Linked DNA regions of Sus scrofa: regions 2 and 3 are each linked to region 1. The links are chromatin contacts, called in public promoter capture Hi-C maps. All regions are on one chromosome and are shown on one strand. Each heading gives the region's core, a stretch centred on a gene start, on an enhancer-like site or on the middle of the called end of the contact. The rest is flanking DNA. Distances are from core to core; before and after follow the strand shown. Region 1 holds the start of SCRIB (protein scribble homolog). Region 2 holds the start of NAPRT (nicotinate phosphoribosyltransferase). Region 3 holds the start of SHARPIN (sharpin).

Evidence for each region. Promoter capture Hi-C pulls out the DNA fragments that hold promoters and counts their contacts.
Region 2: a promoter capture Hi-C map of liver shows a contact between it and region 1, with 4 times the contacts expected there. The contact joins the promoter of NAPRT here to the promoter of SCRIB in region 1. A contact is called at or near these places in 1 of 5 promoter capture datasets (liver) and 1 of 47 Hi-C or Micro-C datasets (epiblast stem cells).
Region 3: a contact with region 1 is called in a promoter capture Hi-C map of liver, with 4 times the contacts expected there. The contact joins the promoter of SHARPIN here to the promoter of SCRIB in region 1. A contact is called at or near these places in 1 of 5 promoter capture datasets (liver), 1 of 47 Hi-C or Micro-C datasets (liver) and 2 of 2 datasets of contacts at active chromatin or transcription factors (alveolar macrophages and skeletal muscle).

What each region holds. Positions count from the first base shown.
Region 1 is chr4:823,367-826,301 of Sscrofa11.1, reverse strand. SCRIB (protein scribble homolog) reads right to left here and starts at 1,377. Exons shown (of 38, transcript XM_021090546.1): 1 at 883-1,377. The coding sequence starts at 1,041. PUF60 (poly(U)-binding-splicing factor PUF60) reads right to left here. Exons shown (of 10, transcript XM_021090445.1): 8 at 2,917-2,935; 9 at 2,488-2,723; 10 at 1,981-2,409. The coding sequence ends at 2,110.
Region 2 is chr4:981,600-984,781 of Sscrofa11.1, reverse strand. It overlaps NAPRT (nicotinate phosphoribosyltransferase), which reads right to left and starts at 1,354. Exons shown (of 13, transcript XM_021090465.1): 1 at 1,059-1,354; 2 at 856-983; 3 at 676-758; 4 at 316-446; 5 at 93-208. The coding sequence starts at 1,284. EEF1D (elongation factor 1-delta) reads right to left here. Exons shown (of 8, transcript XM_021090459.1): 6 at 3,020-3,182; 7 at 2,715-2,909; 8 at 2,532-2,634. The coding sequence ends at 2,596.
Region 3 is chr4:599,383-602,128 of Sscrofa11.1, reverse strand. It overlaps SHARPIN (sharpin), which reads right to left and starts at 1,431. Exons shown (of 9, transcript XM_003125446.6): 1 at 851-1,431; 2 at 397-571. The coding sequence starts at 1,048. MAF1 (repressor of RNA polymerase III transcription MAF1 homolog) reads left to right here and starts at 1,609. Exons shown (of 8, transcript XM_003125444.4): 1 at 1,609-2,029.

The DNA of each region.
Region 1 (2,935 bases), core at 128-2,627:
TTGGGTTTGATCCCAGGCCCGGCACAGTGGATTAAGGATCTGGGGTTGCAGCAGCTACAGTGTAAGTCACAGCTGCGGCTCAGATTCAATCCCTGGCCCGGGATTTGAACATGCCCCCTTACAAAGGAAAAAGAGCGAATGAGCACAGGTCTGTGTGCTGCCGGCACGCAGTATCTGCAGGTAAAGTGCGGGACCCGAGGTGGGTGAGGAGCCCTGGCCCGAGCCTGGAGTGGAGCCACACCCTTTGCGGCACACAGCCCCCAGGCGCTGGGCCACTTAGCACCCCATCTCCAAAAAGGAAATCCTTTTGTGATCTGCTTCCTCTAACCTCCTCTCCCAAGTGGCCTTTGGAGGAGGAAAACCAAGCTGACGGAAGAAACAAGGCGGTGAGAGGCAGGTAAGACACAGACGTGCCACGCACAAGCACCTTCGAAGGTCTCTCCCCACCTTCGCCCCAGCACCCACAGGAAGAAGAGGGCAGTCGGGCAGAGGGCTGGACTCCCCACCTCCAGGGAGGTCCAGCAAGTTCCCGTCCATTAGCCACACCAGGTTCACCTTCCACCCAGATCCACTCCAATCCCATCCACCTTGCCCCCAGGCTTTCAACCTGCAGCTCCTCCTCTGGGCTGTGACCATCCCCGCCCCCAGCAGGCACCTGATGACCGCTGCCACCTGGTGCCAGCACCCGCGGCGGGTGAGGAAGGTGCGGCTGGCCGGGGTGGGGCTCTGGCCAGTAAGAACCAGCAAGGCCGGCTGGAGACTGTGGTGTCCCGCCCCGGCCAGCGCCAGCTGAGAGCTCGGAGGAGCGAGCGGTCGCAGCCGGGCCAACCCTACGGACCAGAGAGGAGGGCTGGGCCGGAGGCAGGTGAGGCAGCCGCTCACCTTGGGCAGCTCGCGGAGCTGGTTGGCGTCCAGGAGCAGCTCCTCCAGGCTGCGGCTGTAGCGGTAGATCTCCTCCGGCACGGCCTGCAGCGAGCAGTGCCGCTTGTCCACCGACTCCACGTGCCGGTTGCAGCGCCACAACGGGATGCACTTGAGCATGGTGCGGGCAGGCGCGGGCTCGGGCGGCAGGCGGGGGGCGGGGCTCGGCCCGCATGAGCGCTGGGGCGGGGGAGGAGCGGGGGGCGGCCGGGGCGGCGGCGGCGGCGCTGGGCCCGGCCCGCGCTTGGAACGCTCGGAACGCTCGGGCCGCTCGGACCGCGGCGGCCTGAGCTGGGGGCGCGGCCCGGACGGCGCTCAGACTCTCAGGGGGCGGCGGCGGCCCCGCATCCCGCCCGGCCCACTTGGCCCTGCCAGTCCACTCGTCCGCCGCTGTGCCCCAGCCGGAACCGCCGCCGCTGCCCGCCGGACTGCCCCGCCGACAACCGCCGGCCGCCGCGCAGCCCGCCGGGAAGCCGAGGCCCGCCCTCTCCGCCCATTGCCGCCGGGAACTACAACCTCCATAAGGCCCCGCGGTGCCGGTGCCTCTGAGAACCCGTAGCGGCCCCGCGCACGGCCCGTCGGGAAGCCCGGCTTCCGCCCCGCGACGCCAACGCCCCGGCGCAAGGCATGGTGGGAGCTGAAGTCCGCTCAAAGCCAGTCCCAACCTGGCCGGGCCTCAAGCGTCCTGCTGCAGCCTCTCGCCCACCCGGCCCCCTCCCTCACTTGGCCTCGCGACTCCGAGATGGAGCCGCCCGGGCCTTGGCGGCGCTCCAGGTATCTGGCGGCTTGACGTGTCCGGGAGCTTGAGGAACTCTGGGCCAGCCTTCTCCCAGCACTACCTGGGGAGGTGACAGTGCAACCCGACCCGCACCCCGCCCGCACAGCAGGAAAGCCACGCCCACGACCCTCCGCTGCCCTGGGCGGGGACCGGGAACCTAGCAGCCCCCGCAGACCCCCGGGGACGCCTCCCCCGCCCCACTCAGTCCCCAGACCCGCCCGGTGCTTGCCCGGGCCCCCCCCACCCCCCCGGAGCCAATAAGACCACCGTCAGACAGGGACTCTCAGGGCCAGCAGCATCTGCACCTTTATCCACAGGCTGGGCGGCTGAGCCCCAGGTATCACCGAATCACTCTATAAAACCCAGAGGAAACAAGGAAAAAGTGCGAGTCCGGGGAAACGGGGCCAAGGTCACGCGGAGAGGTCACTGTTGTCAAAACGCTCCTGGTCATAAACTTCAGCCACCACCTTGCGGCCCGCAAACCAGCGCCCATTAAGGGCTTGGATGGCCTTGTGAGTCTCAGAGGCTACAGAAAACTCCACAAAAATCTTGACAATGATCTCCGCATCCTCCTCCTCGCCCTGCTTCTCTTGGTAGATGATGACACGGTTGACAGCACCAAACTTGCCACACTCCTCAGTCACCTCCCCTTCCAGGTCGTCATCGATGTCCTTGGGGTCCACCATGTTGCGCAGAACCATCACTGTGGACTGTGGGGGGGACAGCTGAGAGCTGTGGCTGGCTGGACCACCCCACCCCAGCCCACCCCGCTGGCCCCGGCCGCCCACCTCCTGCTTGCGGAGGAGCTTCTGCATCACCATGTGGCGGGCGCTGCTGCCCGAGATGCTCATGTGCTCCTGCTCACTCAGCATCTCCGGCCGCTCAGACTCGGGAAACAGCTCCTCCTCCTCCTTTTCTTTCTTGGGCTCCAGGAGACCGAGCGTCGGAGGGCTGGCCAGGATGGGGTTCACCACGCCCACAGACGGGATGGTGACGGGAATGGGAGGCCGGGCCGGGGTCACACCTGCAGCAAACCCACCAGGTCCAACGGTCACTCCCCCTGCCCCGCCACTCCCAGGAAGGAGAGCGCCGCTGAGCACAGCGGAACTGCCTGGGCCGAGGCGGCCAAGGAAGCGAATTAAGGGCAGCTGAAGGCGTCACGCCAGGAGGAGCGGGGCAGGGGAAGGAAGGAAACCCTGAGACCCAAGCAGGCTCACCTGTGATGACTCCTGGGGC
Region 2 (3,182 bases), core at 105-2,604, 160 kb before region 1:
CCCTCCGCCAGAGTGCCCCGGCCCCAGCCCACCTGCCCCTGGGCCTTGAGGGGTCTGCCTCTGGAGTGCACACAGAAGAGGAGGGCACTCACAGGGTCGGGGGGCACCTCAGCGCCTGAAAAGGAAGTGACAAAGGAGTGCGCCAGGGTCCCGGCCACAGGCACACCCCGCAGCTGTCCTGCCAGCACGTTGCTGCTGCCATCGAAGCCTGGGCCAGAGCATAAGGCAGGGTTAGGGGACTTCAGGCCCTGAAGCGGGGCATCTCAGGCCAAGCCTCCTCCTTCCCTAGACCATGCCTCCCGGTCCGGCCCTCACCGCCCAGGTAGCTGTAGGTGGAGGCCGTGAGACCCCCATCAGGGCCCTGAGCGCGTCGAAGCCCCATCTCCAGCAGCCGCTTCTCCGGCCCTGCGATCAGGCGAAGCCGCGCCGCGTTCGTGGCGATGAGGCTGTGGGAGCAAAGGCTCAGGGGACCCGGAGGAAGGCCAGGAAGCCCCCCAGGGGCCAGCCTCCCCCAGGCCTGCACAGCGGCGGCGGGAGACCCTCTGCGGAGGCCTCGGCCCCGCCCCTCGCCCCGCCCTCCACGTGGGGCCCCGCCCCGCAGGGCCCTCCCGGAAGGCCGCGCCCCGGCCCCGCTCGCCAGCCCAGCCTTCCGGCCTCGGGCAGGAGGGGCCCCACCTGGCGTAGCTGACCAGGCAGAGGAGCGGCGTCTCCAGCAGCTGCACCACCAGGAGCGGCCCGGACACCTGCAGCAGCGGTACCTGCGGGGCGCGCTGTCAGCTTGGCGCCGCCCGCTCCGCTCCCCCGCCCCCGCCCCCTCCGCTCCCCCGCCCCCGCCCCCGGCCGCCCCGCACTCACGCCGGGGAAGGCCAAGGAGCCCTCGGGCAGCGCCCGCACCGTCACCCCGGAGCAGTCGAGGGCACGAAGGTGCTCGAAGAACGCGGGCTCTGTGTCTGGGGGCAGCACCGAGGCCAGGAACTGCACATCTGGGGGCGAGAGGCCGTGGTGGGCGGTGGCGATCGCGGGCCGCGGGGCGGGCCGGGCTCGCGGGCGGGAGCTACCTGCGTCCCGCAGGCGGAAGGCGCGCAGGAAGCGCACGCAGTCGCGCAGCCCCGCGGCCAAGGCGAACGCGCCGCCGAACGGGCAGCGGCGGAAGAAGAGCTCGAACTCGGCTGCCTCCTGCGCGCGGCCGGCGCGCCAGTAGCCCAGCGCCATGGTGGCCTGGTAGAGGTCGGTGAGCAGCGGCCGCGCCGCCGCGCGCCCCTCGGGGTCCTGCTCCGCCGCCATCGGCCCCGCGCCCGGACTCTGCCCGCCTGCCCGCGTGACGCCGCACTCCCCAGGGCCCGCCCTGTCAGCTGGTCCAACCAGGGGCCGGGAGGTTGGGGCACAGGGCAGCGACCGCCTTTCCTGGCACCCAGAATCCGCGGCGGGCGGGCCGCCGACCTCCCGACACTGGGGGCGTGGCGTGGGGTTCCCGGCGGCGGGCTGGAGTTGGGGACGTGCGCTCTCGCTGGTCATCCCAGCTCCCCTTGGAGCATCCTGGTCCCCGCCGGGCTGGGAGTTCGTGCAGCAGGGGAGAGGGTCGAAGAGGGAAATTCAAACCCCACACACGGCTGAACTTTATTCCCCCCAGGCCAGGCCCCTGCCCTTTGAGCAGGGCGTGTGGTGCCACTTCCCGAACCACCTGGCACCACAGGCTTCCAGGTCCTGCACTCTGAGCCCCACAAAAACCCGAGGGGGGCCCAGAGGACACCAGCTCGACCAGAGTAAGCTCAACCCACTTTCTCCCAAATGCCAAAAACGGCTCCCTCAGCAGCCCTGTGGCCAACAGCCCAGGGGAAGAACCACTCACTAGTGGCACACGTACAGCTCAGGCCTCGGGCTCCCGGGCAGACAGCAGGCACAACTCCACAGGGCAGCAGTCTGTGGTGGGACCTGCCTGGCCCAGGTCTCTGGAGGGTGAGGGGTGACCACGGGTGTGGGCCTCGCATGGGGTAGCTGTGTGCACACGTGTGCACCCCCCCCAAGACTGAAGGGAGGGGCACAGGGCTGGGCAGTGGGGGCCTCAGGGCTCAGGCAAAAAAGCCCAGCCCCCTTCTCAGAGGTGTGGAGATGGTGGGGTGCATGGCAGGATTTTAAACAGGTCTCAACAGCAAGGCCAGCACAGCCACTGGGACCTCCCCTGCTGGGGCAGGCACTTTTGCGCTCACGTGGGGCTGGGAAAGGAGACCAAGTGGAGACGCTGGGGGACGGGGATGCCTCCTGGGGTGACGGAGCCAGCACGTGCTCCCTTTAAAGCGAGACGTGCACGTGGTACTTGCAGTTCAAAGGGGAGCGAGATGGGAGCAGCGGATGGGCAGGCAGAGGGCCATGGAGAAAGAGGCCGAGAAAGGGGAGGAGGCTGGAGCAGGAGCAGCAGGACCGATGGGGCCCAGGTGGACACTCCCGAGCTGCAGGCCAAGCCTGAGGCCTGGGGCCTGGCAGAGTGCTGCTCACTGAACGTGCCCCCGGCGACACCAGACCAGACAGGGGCCAGAGCTGGAATCTCAGTCTTTATTGGCTGCAAGGCATCGCACTCTCAGGCGCGGGCCGGGGCTCTCAGATCTTGTTGAAGGCGGCAATGTCCACACTCTGCACCTGAGGGGGAGAGGGCGGGGGTCACATGGGGCCCGGTCTCGGGGGGCCGCCCCCCCCCCCAGGGGGGTCCTGCCACTCACGTGCTCCTCGAACTTGGTGATCTCCTCTTCCAGCAGGTCGGTGCCCACCTTGTCGTCCTCCACCACGCACTGGATCTGCAGCTTGCGGATGCCGTAGCCCACAGGCACCAGCTTGGAGCCGCCCCAGGTCAGCCCGTCCAGCTGGATGGAGCGCACACAGGCCTCCAGCTGGGCCATGTCCGTCTCGTCGTCCCACTGCGGGACAGAGGGGAGGAGGCTGGCTCAGAGCTGCATTTGCCTTCCCACCCCCCTGCCCCCTCCGGGAGCCCAGGGCAGGCGGGGGGGGGGTCAGGCGAGCCACTCACAGGCTTGACATCCAGCAGGATGGAGGACTTGGCCACCAGGGCGGGCTTCTTGGCCTTTTTCTCGGCGTATTGCCGCAGCCTCTCCTCCCGCAGCCGGGCAGCCTCCTTGTCCTCCTCTTCGTCGCTGCCGAACAGGTCAATGTCATCGTCCTCGTCGTCCTCT
Region 3 (2,746 bases), core at 182-2,681, 220 kb after region 1:
CCTAAGCATCGCTGGAAACATCCTCCTTCTCTCCAGCCCTACCTGTTGGCACTCACATACATTCAGACCTCACCCAGTCTTAGGTAGCTTGAATCGCGGCTGTCACTCTACTGCTGAATAGCTTCCCATTGCTTCTGACAGTCTAGCTCCTCACCCAGGTCCCGAGGGCCCGCCTGCTCTGCCCTCTGCACTTGCCTGGGACCCCAAGCGCCAGCTCTTTACTTTCTCCCTCCTGGGTATCTCCCCAGAACCTCAGCAGTGGGTAAGGAGTGTCTAGCTTTCCCACTAATCACTAAGTCCCCTACCCAGGCCTGGGGGACTGGGCTACTGCGATTTTCTCCTAGCACTGACACAGTCTCTGGCCAATCAAATGAATCTTCGATCCAGGGCACTGACCATTCTGTCCTTCCATGGTGGCACTGCGGACCAGGGCTGCCCACCGCTGAGCTTCCTGCGGATCCGTGAAGTGCAGGCCGAGGGTCCCAGGCCCTCCTGGTGGAGGCTGCAGCTCATGCTGGCTGGGGCCTCGGACGTTGTAGTAAACTGACTCCAAGGGCCACTCCAAACCTACCTGAGGAGGGGGAGAGTCCGGGCTCAGTGCCTCGCCCCCAGCGCACACTGCAAGATGATCAAAAGAACACGAGGTAACGTGTGTAGACCACTGACACTGCCCTAAGCCCTTTACTCGTATTATCTTATGAAACCTCCTCAGTCGTCCTATGAAGGGAGGTACCAGCGTTACCTCCAGTCTACGGGCGAGTAAACAGAAGCAAGGAAAAAAACCGCTCCCGGGCGCTGCTGGCGAACGGAAGGACCTGGCCCCCGCGGCTCCGCGGCTGCTCCCACTCACCGCCCCGTGTCCCGCGCCCAGCAGCTCCAGCCGGAAGCGCCCCGGTCGCTCGGGGTCCGCGCTCAGCTGCAGCCTCCGCAGCTGCGCCTCGGCGTCCGGCCCCGCGCCCAGCGGCCTCACCGCGGCGTGCACGGCCAAGAGCACCGCCGGCGAGCCCGGGTCCGAGGAGGCGGCCGCGCCGCCCGCTGGAGGCGCCATCTCCGGTCCGACCTCGGCCCGGCCCCCTGAGCCCGCTTCCGTGGCCTCGGGGGGCCGAGCGCCTCCGCCGGCCGGAAACTGGAGCCGCGAGCCTGGGGTTCCGGGCGCCGCCAAAGCGTCGGAGCCCGACCCGCCCGCTTCGCCCAGGAAGGACACGGCCGAGGGTCTCCGGATTCGGGAGGGCGAGACTGGGCCTGGAGGCCCGTACCCGGGGCAAAGTGTCAAGGATGAAAACACTGGCCACGACTGGAAGGCCCCAAAGGGTCGGGCGGGGACTGCAGCACAGAGGTCCGCGTCTGGCTGAAGCCAGACACCGCTCCCAGGCCCCTTCTAGCCGACCTCCAGCCGCGGGCCCCGCCTCCCGGTCCTGCCCACACCTCACTAGTCCGCAAGCTCCTCCTGGGAACCCCGGCAGCCACCTGGGGCGGAGCCGGCGGGGGTCGTGGCCAATGAGCGCCAGCGGGGAAGGCGTGTTCGCACGGCGGAGAGGATGATGGACAGGCGCCACAGCCAGTAGGAGCATAAGACAGGACTGAGCGGCGGGTAAACCCCCGAATGGCTGTGCGAGCTCCCGATCCCGGCGGCTGGAGCGGGCCATTCAGACGCGTGGGGCCGGACCTGGCGGACGCTTGTTGTTGTCCGGCCCGGGGAGGCAGAGGTCGTTCGCTCGCCTGCTCAGGCCTTCTGTGGCGGTCGGCGGGCAGGTCGGTCGCGATAGTCGGGCGCCGTACAGGGGCGTGGCTATGTCGCGGTGGCAGCCCGGATGGGCCGGCAGGGCCGGGAGTAACGGGACGTCGCCGCGGAGCTTCTTCCCCCGGATACAGTGCGGCCCGAGAGGAGGCCGCGGCGCCGCCCTCCGGTCCTGAGGAGCTCGCGCTGTCCGGGGCCCGCACCGCCTTCTCACCCGCACCGACGCCTATCGACCTGCCCTGTCTGGCCCGGTCCGACCCGGCCCAACCGGATTGAGCGCAGCGCAAGCAGGTAGGCGAACGCCCCTGTGCCCGGCGCCGACTCGGCGGCTCCGGAACTACAGCCCCCAGCAGGCTTTGCGTTGGCGCGCGTGCGTGCGTCTCGAGGCGCACGGCTTCCTGGGATTTGTAGTTCGCGTGGCTAGACTGGGGTTCCCCTTAGACCCGGCCGACCCGGGAGCGCCCTAGCGGCCCCGCTGACAAGCCCTTGGGGGGTCGTGGGGCCTCCCTCTGCTCCCCGGCGTCCTTGGGGAGTGAAGCAGGAACTCATGGGTTTTTCTCTCCCCCTTTGCTAGAAGGCAGCCTGTAGAATAGGGAAGAGCGCCGCACCCAGGTGGCCCGCAGGGCCGAGCCCCTGGTCTCCTGGTTCCGAACCGGCTGCGGGTTCTTTACCTGGCTGAGGAGCTTGGCTGGAGGAGTCTCGTTCCTTCGCAGGCTCACAGTGCCCCCCTTGGTGGGCGGGGCTCTTCAGTTCGAACGGGGAGTCTTGGAGCAGACACTAAACCAGCATCCCCAGGGTGCACAGGATCCCCCATTGGTCCCCCAGCCTGGCCCAAGAACTCCTGTGAAGTGCAGGAGGTGTGGCTGCGGTGGGCCTGGACTTGCCAGTCTCAGTGAAAGGGCATCTGTTCCCTCCACCAGTGCTGAAGGCTTGGGAGCAGGCTGCAGGAGGAACCCAGCTTGTTTATGGTGGTGCCACTCAGTGGGAGGAGGGCCCGAAGGTGGAGCC